2 separate regions of the Mus musculus genome follow, and region 2 is linked to region 1. A link is a contact called in public HiChIP or PLAC-seq data. All regions are on one chromosome and are shown on one strand. Each heading gives the region's core, a stretch centred on a gene start, on an enhancer-like site or on the middle of the called end of the contact. The rest is flanking DNA. Distances are from core to core; before and after follow the strand shown.

Region 1 (5,635 bases), core at 1,673-4,172:
CCTGCCTGCCTTTCTTTCTCTCTCTCTCTCTCTCTCTCTCTCTCTCTCTCTCTCACACACACACACACACACACACACACACACACACACACACAGAGAGTTTTCTATATGTATCATAAAAGACACCCAGAGGGTTTAGTGCAAAGAGAATACAATTAGGGATACAGACCGGGTGGAATGAAATGGGGTAGCCACAATCAAACAATTCCCATGAGCCACCAGACGCTCTCCCCCTGGAGCCTTCAGAGTGAGAACAACCTCACCAACACAGTTTCACCCCAGGGAGAGCAACTTGGAACATCTGTCCTCTAGAATATGGAGAGAATGCATTTCTGCTGATTAAAGCCATCCAGCCTATAGCCATTTGTTTGTTCCAGCAGCTGATAGAAACAGATACAGTGTTCCGACTTAGTGCCTGTCTACATCCACACAGAACCTCATGGCTCTTCCTTTGAGGTCTGACAGTGCAGACAGCAGGCCTGGGTTTGAGTCTCTGCTTTCCTCCGAACTAGTGTGACCCTAAGTATGTTGTATAACCTCTTTAAACCCCAGCTTCCTAGGTCATAAAACAGGCATGGAATATGTCTTCACTAAGCTGGGTAATGTAAATAAAGTGTTTCCAAGCCTCAGTAGTATGTCGACAGTAATCTTGCTCTTGTGCGGTCTCAGGGATTAAAGAAGAATTAATCAAGCCATCATTTTAGTCTGTCATGACCGGAGCAAGGCCTCTGAGGACCACAGAAGGAAACAGACTGTTCCCTTAAAGCCCCGCTGAATATCAAATATGAACACATAAAGAGCCCACTGAACCACTTCTTCGTTTATTTAATCAATTTGGGTCCTTGATTCTGATCTCACCTCAGGAATGGCAGCTGCCTGGAACTAAGCAACTTCTACAGTACATTTGGACTCCGCTCTGGTTCTCAGGAGGCTCTAGATCGCCACCCATCCTCAGGGCCTTCCATGGAGGACCCCCACTTGGCACCCCATGCAAAACCCTTCATATCTTCTCCAGGTGTTGTAGTGTTTTGGAAGTCAGCAGAAAGCAGAGGTCTCGGTCCACTTTGTAGCCTTTCACGGAGCGGGCCAAACAGCACTGCAGCCTGTCTGAGCAGGTTGGCTAGGACGATGCATTCCTGAATAGGAGTCTTCTCTCCTTAGACCTCCCCCACGTTAGTAAGGAAACAAGGCTCCCAGTTAGGACACCTGGAGTTACCTCGTGAATGAAAGCCGAGGCAAGAACGAACTTACTGACTCGACCCTATCTGATTAAGTTCGCCCAACTCTTCAATTCTGGTGACGTAACTGAAAGAGAGAGCAGCACCTGCCACCATCCCGAACTTTGTGTCTCCACCGAGGAAATAAGCAAGCCAGGAATTAACCAGAGAAGGCGACGGCTTTCTATCAGGAGAGGTTCCAGCCCCTTGCCCTGGTGTGCACCGGCTCCAGAGAACTGTTGCAGGCTGTCGCTGGCAACCCTGCTCTTCCCAGAAGGCTACAGCTACAGCCACCTGTGCTCTCTTGCCCTTCACCTGCCCACCCTCGGAAAGGAAGGAGGAGGCAGGAGGGCAGCCCCCCCCCCAACCCCGCCCCATACTTTTGAGCACCCACAGCTTTCTGCGCTGCCGTCACCACTGACGAGAACCCTGGTCCCCTGGAGGAATCACTTCTTCCCATTCCATCCTCTCTTATCAATGAACACGCAGCGACACCCACGCTCCCGCTCCTCCCACTCCGGAGGGAGCCGGGAGCTCAAGAGCGACATCCGGAGCTGGAAGCCTCTGCAGCGGGGGCGCCGGCCACCCTGCCCCGCTGCCCCTCGCCTTTCGCCAGCCACCAGTAGACCGACCCCTAACCTCCGCTCCCAAACAGCTCACCACTCTGGATGGATAAGGGATCCAAGTCCTCCAAGGGACCCGCCTCTCCCGGGCTTAATATAAGAGACCTCTGGGGGAGCGCGCGCGAACCGCCCAGAGCTACCAGCGAAACCCGGGATTCGAACCTGATACCCCGGCCGTCCAGCATCCCCAAGCAATCCCCTAGCCCGACACTCCCGCCGCCAGCGCGCCCATCGTGTTCCCCTAAGCAGGTTTCAGGCAGCGCCAGGATGGCGAGCCGGAGCGAAGTCGAGGGTCGCGGGGCCCAGGCGGGTGACTTACGCGCGGGCGCGGGGAAAGCCCATGGACAGGAGCACGTCCAGCGCCGACCCATGCTTGACTGTGCCCGGGCGCTGCAGGCGGTCCCTGCGCGGGGTGACTTTGCTGTACAGCTCCTCGCGCGCGGCCATGCCGAGGGCTGGGGTCGCGGTGCCGAGTGCCCGCTCAGTGGCCGCCCATCGCCCGCGCGCCGGGGACTGGGGGTCCGGGGAGGACGGTGGGGGCGGTGCTCCCAGATCTCCGGGCGGAGACTGACGCTTCCTGGAGAGGCCACTGGAGCTCGGCGCGGGCCGGTGGCTGCTGCGGGTCCGACCTCAGCCCGCGGGGTCCCGGAGTCCCAGCGTTGCGCCGCTGCAGCCTTCTCTGTCCTCCGCCCCACCAGCTTCTCCTCCCCGAGCTGTCCGGGAATTTGCAATGAGTAATTTTTGAATGGATCAAAAAGGAAAAGCAGCCTTGTGGGCAGGCCCTGCCTTGCCTGCGCCGGGCCCCGCCCCTCTCTTAAAGCGCCCGCGCCGGCCCAAGCTGGGCTGGCTGGATTACAGCCAGCCATAGTAGGAATTGCTTCTAGACAGAAGGTCTCCAGAAGTAGGCCAGTGTGCTTGGATTCGCAGAGCCGTAGCTCTGCCCTTGGCTTGCATATCGATCCATCTGGGCCTCCGGGCTTCAGAATAGCCCATTTCACGTTTCATTTGATCATTGGCGAGGTCAGTAATGGAAACCCTCTGCACGGATGGAGGAGAGGTCCAGAAGGCTAAGCCATAAGACCCGGGAAAAGGTGTCACTTCAAATTGATCTCGCTAAAGTTACAAAGTTGTTACATCACTGTAGGCCGAGTACCTCACAGCCCTCAGTGACTGACTGGACAGCGACTTCTGGAAAAGGGCCTCTGATTCTTGGAAATGGAAGGACCTGAGAGGGCAAAGGCCAGGAAGGAAGGGAGAAGAGAAAGGGGAAGAAAAAAGGGAGGGGAAGCAGAGAAATGAAAGGCTAGGAGCTAGAAGGAGAAGGAACAGAGAAAGGACACTAATTATAGCACTTCCGAATGGAAAGAGCTGACTTTCATGAGTGAGTGCGCACCCTGTCTATAAAAGGGTTCTGAGTCGGGAGTCGGGATCCCTGCTGCATAGGAGCCACAAGTGAGCTCCCACCCCCACCCCAGTAGGACCAGCAACCTCCACCTCAAAGAACAGAAGTCATTACTGCTGTTGCCTGTTAAAGCTTGATCACCTGGAGACAAAGGCATTGTTCTCAATCAAGAACCAATCCCATTTGGTGTAATAGAAGAGGCACAGATCTTCTTTCGGGGTGGGGGGGTGGGGGCGGGGGGAGTGATGATGATGATGATGACGACAATGATAATACCTAATGTTTATTGGATCCATTTGTGTGCCCATGATTGTGCTGAGCATAATGGCTGAATTAACTCATGGGCCTTTTATGGCGCCCTTGAGGATGCCTACCTGTATAGCCTCGTTTTTTTAGAGATGAGAAAATTCAGCTCAGAGGGACAGAGGAAAACTGAAGAGCTCCAGCGTGAAGAGATGGAACTTTGACTCCCCGTGGTGCCCCGAACAGGTCACCTCTTCCCCCAAATGGGTTACCTCTACCCCCAACATCCTCGTAGTCCCATCTATACAGGGGTAGTCGGTAGCTCCAGATTCCCCAGGCACTAAAGCTCTTTCCTGCTTGCCTACTTAGAGTGCAGGGAAGGGGGAGGAGGGTGACCAAGATGGATAAAGCCCTCGCCATAGCTTTAAATGTTGCTTTATAAGGCACCCAAGAAAATGAAAGTTTAATCCCCTGACCTCCCATCCTCCACTGGTGTTTCTTCAGAGTATCCGTGGCATTTGGAAGTGGGAAGGTGAGACAGAGGAAGCCTGGGTAGGAATTTGCATATTTCTGCCTAGTGTTATGAAAGAGACCAAGGGCAATTCACATTTCCTAGGTGGGGGAGTTTCTTCTTCCCAGCAGAGGAAATGTCTAGCTAAGGCAGTGGTTGGAAGCAGCTTAGAAAACCATAATCCATAGACTAGCCTCCTTGGGATGTGTTCAGGAAAGTCTACTGGACAGTACCCAGCATTCTAAAGTCTTTTTTTTTTTTCAGATATCTGGGCTTGAGCCAGATGATCTGGATTTCAATCAAGAGAAAATACTGTCTATGGCAGCACTTTGTGCATCCAAAGCTGTGCACAGAACAGCGGCTCCAGTTTAGTGAGCCCTCACTAGATAATGGTGCTGTCCTTAGGGTTGTGCATGTGTGGCTCATTCTGTCTGTGCTTTGGCCGGATGCTGAAGTGACTCTCTCTTGAGAAACCTGCACCCATGTCCTAGGTATGTACTGTCTTCTTGCTAAGAACTTCTTTCTATCAATGCAAGAGCTTAAAGTTACATTGTGATATTTTCTTTTACATTTTTTTTATTTTTTTATTCTGTGTGTGTGTGTGTGTGTGTGTGTGTGTGTGTGTGTGTGTCTTTACAAGAGCACAGCAGTGTGGGTGTGGAAGTCAGAAGATAATTTGCCGGAATCAGTTCTCTCCCTCTACTGTGTGAATCCCAGGGACGGGACTCAGATCTTCAGTGTTCTTCTGAGCCATCTCACTGCGCCAAGTTTTCTTCTTAAATTCCAACTTTGGGGGAGGGGGTGTGTTGGAAAGATGGCTCATCCCTCTCGAGCATTTGTTGCTCTTGCAGAGGACCCAGGTTCAATTCCCAACTCCTACAGGATAGTTCATAACCTTCTGTAACTCCAGTTCCACGGAGTCCGATGCCCTCTTCTGACCTCCGTGAACACCAAACATGCATGTGGTACACAGACATGTATGTGGGCAAAAGACACATAAAATAAAATGAATAAGTCTGATAAAAATAAGCTTTCATAGTAAGCCAACAACCACTTACTGTTTTGACGACAAAGAGGATGCCAAACCATAAGACAGTTGAGTCTGTCTGTCTGTCTGTCTGTCTGTCTGTCTGTCTGTCTGTCTTTCTTTCTGTCTGTCTATTGTTTGTGGCAGTCTTCCTGTGTAGCACAGGTTAACCTCACACTGAAGATCTTCCTGCATCAGCCTCCTTCCAAGTGTTTTTATTGCAGACCTCTGCCCCCCTCCCCATGCCTCCCATGCTCTGTGTGATTGCCTTCTGTGCCCCTTGATACCGTTTGTTGGAGCTGTTTCTCTGGACAGTTTGCTTCAGTTGCTTTTCCCTGCCTCTGGAAAACTGCAGGGCAGAGAAAATGATGGGCCCCAAAACAGTTGCAAGGAGCCAGCAAAGGCCGCTATTGAGAACCTGTCACCTTCAGGGCAAACTGCTTTCTGTTCTGTCTGAGGGCAGTTTTTGCAGAAGTCCCAGCCTGGCTCCTCACCCTTCCTCAGCTCAGTGCCTGGACTTATTTTAATTGGGACGCTGCTATTTGCTGGGCACAGGGCTAGAGGGCTGGCAATGAAGATGCATTGTGCTTTAATTGCATTGGCTTTGAGAGG
Region 2 (5,929 bases), core at 1,918-4,417, 130 kb before region 1:
TTACAGCAACAGAGCTCTTACAGCCATCCAATTTGTAGGGCATGGTGGTGTACACCTTTCATCCCAGCATTTGGGAGGTAGAGGCAGGTGGATTTCTGTGAGTGTGAAGCCAATTTGGTCTATGCAGTGTGTTCCAGACCAATCAAGTCTACACAGTCAGACTATGTCTCAAAAAGTAAAAGAAAGGATGAATAAATGAATGAATGAATGAATAAGTCTTTCCACTTAACTGAAGAAACTAAAATGGTGATGGTGTGGAACACTCAACAACTCAGTTACTACAGAAAATATCTAGAAATCAGGCAAGATCGTCTCACTGCTTAAATGCAAAAGGAATCCTCTCTGTAAAAGTTATAAATCTTCTGTCCAGCCACAATCCATCTAAGACAGCTTAAAATCCTTAAGGAAAACATAGTAATATTCTCCCTTTATTTATCTGGATTATACTGTGTAAGGTTGTCACCTTGCAGAAGAAACCTCAATAAAAGTTCTAGATTTCTGCAAGCCATGGTGTCTCAAGCCAGTAGATCCTAGCATTCAGGAGGACGAGGCAGGAGGATTGCTGTAGGTTCAAGGATAACCTAGGCTACATGTCACCTTGAAACCCAGTCTCAAAAACAAACAAACAAACAAACAAAAAAACAAAGTAAACTTTCCGTTTTTGAAACCCCATAACCCTGCAGTAAGGGGCAGGAAGCAGAAGGATGGAGCATGTAACCTCTGTCCAGCCAAGAGCCTTACCTTTCAAAATATTATGTGCAGTCTGAACGCAGCGGAGGGATGGTGAGCAATACACGTGATCAATAACAGTATTACTTTCTAACAAGGCTTCACCTGCCGAGTAAATCAACAGACAATCAGCATGATGGTTGACTGATCATCCTGACCCTCACTGGAATGGTGTCAAGAGACCCATAATCCTCTCTTTCCCAGTAGGAGCTTGCAGAGAGCCTAGTAGTCAGGCCCTTCAATAGTGCATCCATGGAGAGGGCCAAACAACGGGCCTCTTCCTTTTCCTTTCCTTCTTACTGGTGCCAGCACACAGTAAAATGCCCTGTTAAGGGAGGCTACAAAGGATAATGCTCTGACCTCTACAAGGAAGATGCTAAAACCAGGGAGAGAACTGATACTGTAACAGTCAGACATGGCTACAATTCCAGTGTGCTAGCCCCAATCTCAGCTGTCCAAACCCAACATCCACTGCTCTGATGCTTTACTGTTTGTTTCCTTGTGTGGATCACTTCCTTTCTCTACAATGTAAACTTTAAGTATCTTCATGTGGTGTCAATGTCTTCCATGGACTTGCTCATCTTGCTAGCTCCTTCTCTTGACCTGCCTCAACCTCTGCTCTAAAACCAAGAAGAGCTCATATCCCCTGTACGCTTAATGCTACTTATTCTTACATATTTATGAAGGGGGGAGGAGAGGGAGAGAGAGAGAGAGAGAGAGAGGGAGGGAGAAGAAAAAGAAGAAGGAGGAGGAGGAGGAGGAGAAGGAGAAGGAGAAGGAGAAGGAGAAGGAGAAGGAGAAGGAGAAGGAGAAGAAGAAGAAGAAGAAGAAGAAGAAGAAGAAGAAGAAGAAGAAGAGGAGGAGGAGGAGGAGGAGGAGGAGGAGGAGGAGGAGGGGGAGGAGGGGGGGAGGGAGAGAGGGAGAGAGAGAGAGAGAGAGAAAGAGAAAGAAAGAGAGAGAGAGAGAGAGAACTCACTGACCATGTCTTGCAGGGATCTCTCAATGCTATGTCTGACCTCTGATTTTGTTTATTGCCCTCCACACCAAGAACCAGGCCCCTCTCCCTCTTCTTCACTCAGATGACTCTCACTGGAGGCCCCAGTTCACCCTGCCTCTTAATCATCCTTTCTTCCTCCTCCCTCCATCCCTCTCTTGTTTCATTCTACCCTTTGTCTTTCTTTAATATTCTTCATACACTCTGTGTAGAGTTTGCTATTTAGTCAGCCTTATAGTTTGATAGTCACCCACAACACATACGTGTGTTTCCATGGAACTTCACCCTTGAGTCTCTGTTACCTAGTCCAGGAACTTGCCCAAAGTAAATGATGACCTTAGAGTACAAGGCATGGTTTCTGCACAACTGTTAAAACCAGTACAGAAATACTTTCAAAGGACTGAACAGCTTCAAAACATCACTGGACAGATTCAGCAGTGCTCCTGCACCGCCTCCTTAGCCTCACATCTTCTTATACCACGCTGGCAGATGCTGCTGTCATGAGCTAGCAACATCTACTACACCAGTAAGTAAACCAAACCTGACTTTCCTTCCCTCATTCCTCAGCGGGGGACACATCTGCAACCAGCAGGAGCCTACCTGCAATCCCAGTCCTCAGATGGCTGAGCCAGGAACATCTGATGTTCTAGGGCAGCCTGGTCTATAAGACCCTGTCTCCAACCAAACAAACAAAAAGGCAAGTCCCACAAAGCGTGTTTGCACCCCCGCGGTGCAGCTCTGTTGAAGGAGCCAGAAGATGCTACGCAGTCACAGAGAGCCCTTACCCACTAGTCTTGCTTGCATACACCCAAACACAGTGATTGGAGCATCTTTCTCGTAATCCCGGAAACCGCCGCTCCTCTGAGGTAAACTGTGAGGCATGTTCAGGTTGGTGCGTATGTAGCGGCCTAGGGGGAGAAGATCAAATAAAGGCTATATAGTCTTCTGTTTACTCGAAACTTTCTTCTGTGATTCTGACCCCTCCTCCTCCTTGGTCAAAAGACACTAATCAAACCATCTGAGGGCAGTGGGGAATACTCAACCTGACACCTTTTCCTCAGAAGACGACATAGACTCCACTACCGCCTGCTGATGACGGAAACGAGGGGATTGCTCAGTAAATATAACAACTAGATAAAGGCAAGACTCCTAGTCTCAAAATGTCACTCGAGGGAGAACTGAACTGGATGGCCCCACGGTGATTTAAGGCAGGAATTCTGGCCACAGAGCCAGTTCATGTCTCTGAACTGATTCTGCTGTATGGGCGTAGGCAAGACACGGCTACTCTTTGCTCCTTGGTACCTCAGTTTATAGAATGGGGACAAGAATGCTTATCTCTCCCCTAAGAGTTGAAACAATCAAGAAGGACTCTGAGATTCCAGGCACTTTCTAACTACGTCAATAATGACTCATTGTACATAAAAGTAGCTTGACGGTGCCCCCTAGAGGCCGAGACAGGTATGCATTGCTGTGTAGGCCACCAACCACCAGCAGTCCTCCTTAGACACAGGAGATGCATCACAAGAGCCCCACTAGATGCCTGAAAGTGTAGACAGTGTGAAATCCTGAACACACTATGTTTTCACCCATCCAGACACCCCTATGATAACATTTAACTTATAAGTCAGTCACAGTAATGAGTGAGAATAAATGATATACTGTAATGTAAGTTACAGTCTTGCACAAAACATCTTATTGTATTATATACTCTGGCTTCTTATGAAAGGATGCTGTATCTATGTGATCAAGTGAGGAGAGGCAAATGGTACTGTGACACTCTGGTAGAAGACTTGAAAACCTGGGTGGTTTCAAACTTAGTAGGTGGGTAGCATCTGTACTGTGGAGACACTGGGAGAAGAGATGTGACACAATTGGAGAGCCTGAGATCTTATCACATGACCCAGAATGGAGGGATTGCAGTATAAAGCACACGGACTGCTTGTGTGTTGGCTAATTTTATTTCATCTAAAAGGAGGAAACCCCAAATAAGAGAATGCCTCTATACGATTGGGCTATAGGCAGGCCTGTAGAGCATTTCCTTAATTACTGATTGATATGGGCTATGGGAGGGCCCATCCCACTGTGGGCAGGGCCATCCCTGGGAGAGAGGTCCTGAGTTTTATAAGAAAGCAGGCTGAGCAAGCCAGTAAGCAGCGCCTCTCCACGGCTTCTGCATCAGCTCCTGCCTCCAGGTTCCAGCCCTGGCTTCAATGATGGACTACAATGTGGAAATGGAAGGTGAATCAACCCTTTCCTCCCGACTTGCTTTTTGATTATGGTGTTTCATCACAGCAATAGAAACCCTAACTAAGATAGCTTGTTTTGGACTTTCCCTCTTACTAGGTTTAGACTAGCTGTGGGTGAACGAAACCACAGAGCGTCAAAGTGGATAAATGGAGAGACTCACCTTTGGCATCAAAGCATTGGGACAGCCAGTACTTCCCAAATACAACGTCCATCCTCTCCCCATGCCGACATACAAAGAGGCATCGCTTCTGGGGTCCAGGCTGGCTGTTGACTCTCAGGGGCTGCAGAGAAAGAAAGAGAGTAAGGATAGACACAGCATCACAGACTACCCTGTGTGCCTGCCAAGAGAGCTGAGCTCTAGGAAAACTCCTGCTAGTGTGCGACTGACGACCTACCTGACTGCCATGAGATTAATCTGGCCTGCTTGTAAAGTGGGGGTAATAAACCCACCCCACACACCCCACAAGTTACTCTCGGCCTCCCATGAGGTACCTGCAGGTGCATTGAAGTATGAAGGATTATGAAAATACTATGCTCTTTGCTTCCCCCTACTGCAACAGGAGGGTAACTCAAGGTAAAGTTCACATGTCAAGCCAGCCATTTATGTAGAAACAGACGGTCACCTAGAAAGGCAGCTGTCTCCTTCAAAGAGATGATGCATCATCAGCTCTTTCCGGGAGGGAGGAATCTTATCGTCACACATGTGTCTGCCTTGTGCCTCTTTTATCTTCACTGCTCTGCTTTGCATGTTCTTTTTTCTACAACTGTATCATTTATTACTTAGGTGAATGGGTGCTTTGCCTGCATGCGTGTATGAGTGTCACATGCCTGCAGTGTCCACAGAGGTGGAAGAACTCACTAGGACTGGAATTGTAGTTCTAAGCCACCATGTTGGGGTGCTGGGAATTGAACTCAGGACCTCTGGAAGAGCAGCTGGTGCTCTCAACTGTGGAGCCACCTCTGCAGCCAGGCTTTGCATATTCTAATCATCATGTGTACTGTGATCTGGGCTGCATATATGTTGGTATTTCAAGAATGGGTTCAGGGGGGCGGGGGTCAGCTGCACCACATATGGTGATGCAGGCAAATTGAGACAAGTACTGGCTTTCATAGCTGCTAGTGGAACTGCATAGATGTTTCTACATCCATCTTTCTGATGCATCAGATCTTGCCAGTTGCCTCAGGCTGCTAGGTCATTGCTGGCCAACACCCTTCCATTGGCTTCTTGTTGTTTTGCCAGGGCTAATGTGTGGCTTGGTACTGTGAACTTTGCCACTTGCTCTCCTGGCATTCCTTAATTCAAACCCTGAACTCCAGACAAAGCACCCCCAACCCCCACCCCTGGTTTCCATCCTTAACATGTTGAAGTTTCAATTTTTCTCTATTCTGCGTGACAATGACTCCTACTCCCTTCTCTAGCCTATCCCCAGAGTGTCAGTAGTACACTGAATTCTCACTATGCCAAGGGAATTGCATGGCTGCCAAGGTGGCTCAACAGTTAAGAGCACTGATTGCCCTTCCAGAGGTCCTGAGTTCAATTCCCATTACTATGTTAAGAACCTCACTCTACTGACACAAGTAGAGGGACAGCCTCTTCTTTCTTTGGGATGGCCTTGCTTCCAGGCTTAAATTCATGTGGCACTGTCCACAGACAGTACCGCACACCTGTCTTTTCCTTGTTTTGGATTGTTGTGTGTCTTTGTGATCTTGTGTACTCCCCCCTCATAAGGTTAGGGACCCTTTGGAAGGAGCAAGGTCAATGCTGAGAATGGTCCTCAAAGCATCCTGATTAGCTGGATCATGGTGGCCCACACCTTTAATCTCAGCACTTGGGAGGCAGAGACAGAAGGATATCTGAGTCTGAGGCCAGCCTGGTGTACAACGTGAATTCCAGGACAGACAGGGCTACCCAAAGAAACCCTGTCTCGAAAAGCAAAACAAAACAAAAAACCAAAACCG

Evidence for each region. HiChIP or PLAC-seq counts read pairs in DNA pulled down with a chosen protein or histone mark.
Region 2: an H3K4me3 HiChIP or PLAC-seq map of neural progenitor cells shows a contact between it and region 1, with 16 read pairs. The contact joins the enhancer-like site here to the promoter of Ubash3b in region 1. A contact is called at or near these places in 1 of 484 Hi-C or Micro-C datasets (bone marrow-derived macrophages), 20 of 115 datasets of contacts at active chromatin or transcription factors (VIP interneurons, bone marrow-derived macrophages, cardiomyocytes and 14 more) and 4 of 9 other capture datasets (adipose tissue, embryonic stem cells, liver and 1 more).

What each region holds. Positions count from the first base shown.
Region 1 is chr9:41,155,140-41,160,774 of GRCm38.p6, forward strand. It overlaps Ubash3b (ubiquitin associated and SH3 domain containing, B), which reads right to left and starts at 2,923. Exons shown (of 14, transcript NM_176860.6): 1 at 2,160-2,923. The coding sequence starts at 2,287. It overlaps Gm35657 (a long non-coding RNA gene), which reads left to right and starts at 3,504. Exons shown (of 8, transcript XR_870644.1): 1 at 3,504-4,487.
Region 2 is chr9:41,025,509-41,031,437 of GRCm38.p6, forward strand. It overlaps Ubash3b (ubiquitin associated and SH3 domain containing, B), which reads right to left. Exons shown (of 14, transcript NM_176860.6): 8 at 4,131-4,251; 9 at 2,509-2,631; 10 at 742-834. Among named protein-coding and RNA genes, the nearest start is that of Crtam, 24 kb to the left of the region's middle. Within about 2 kb of position 3,168, at least 5 of the 459 cell types and tissues checked have an H3K27ac peak or open chromatin away from gene starts, as enhancers often do. A contact at or near this core is called in neural progenitor cells, where this site is marked.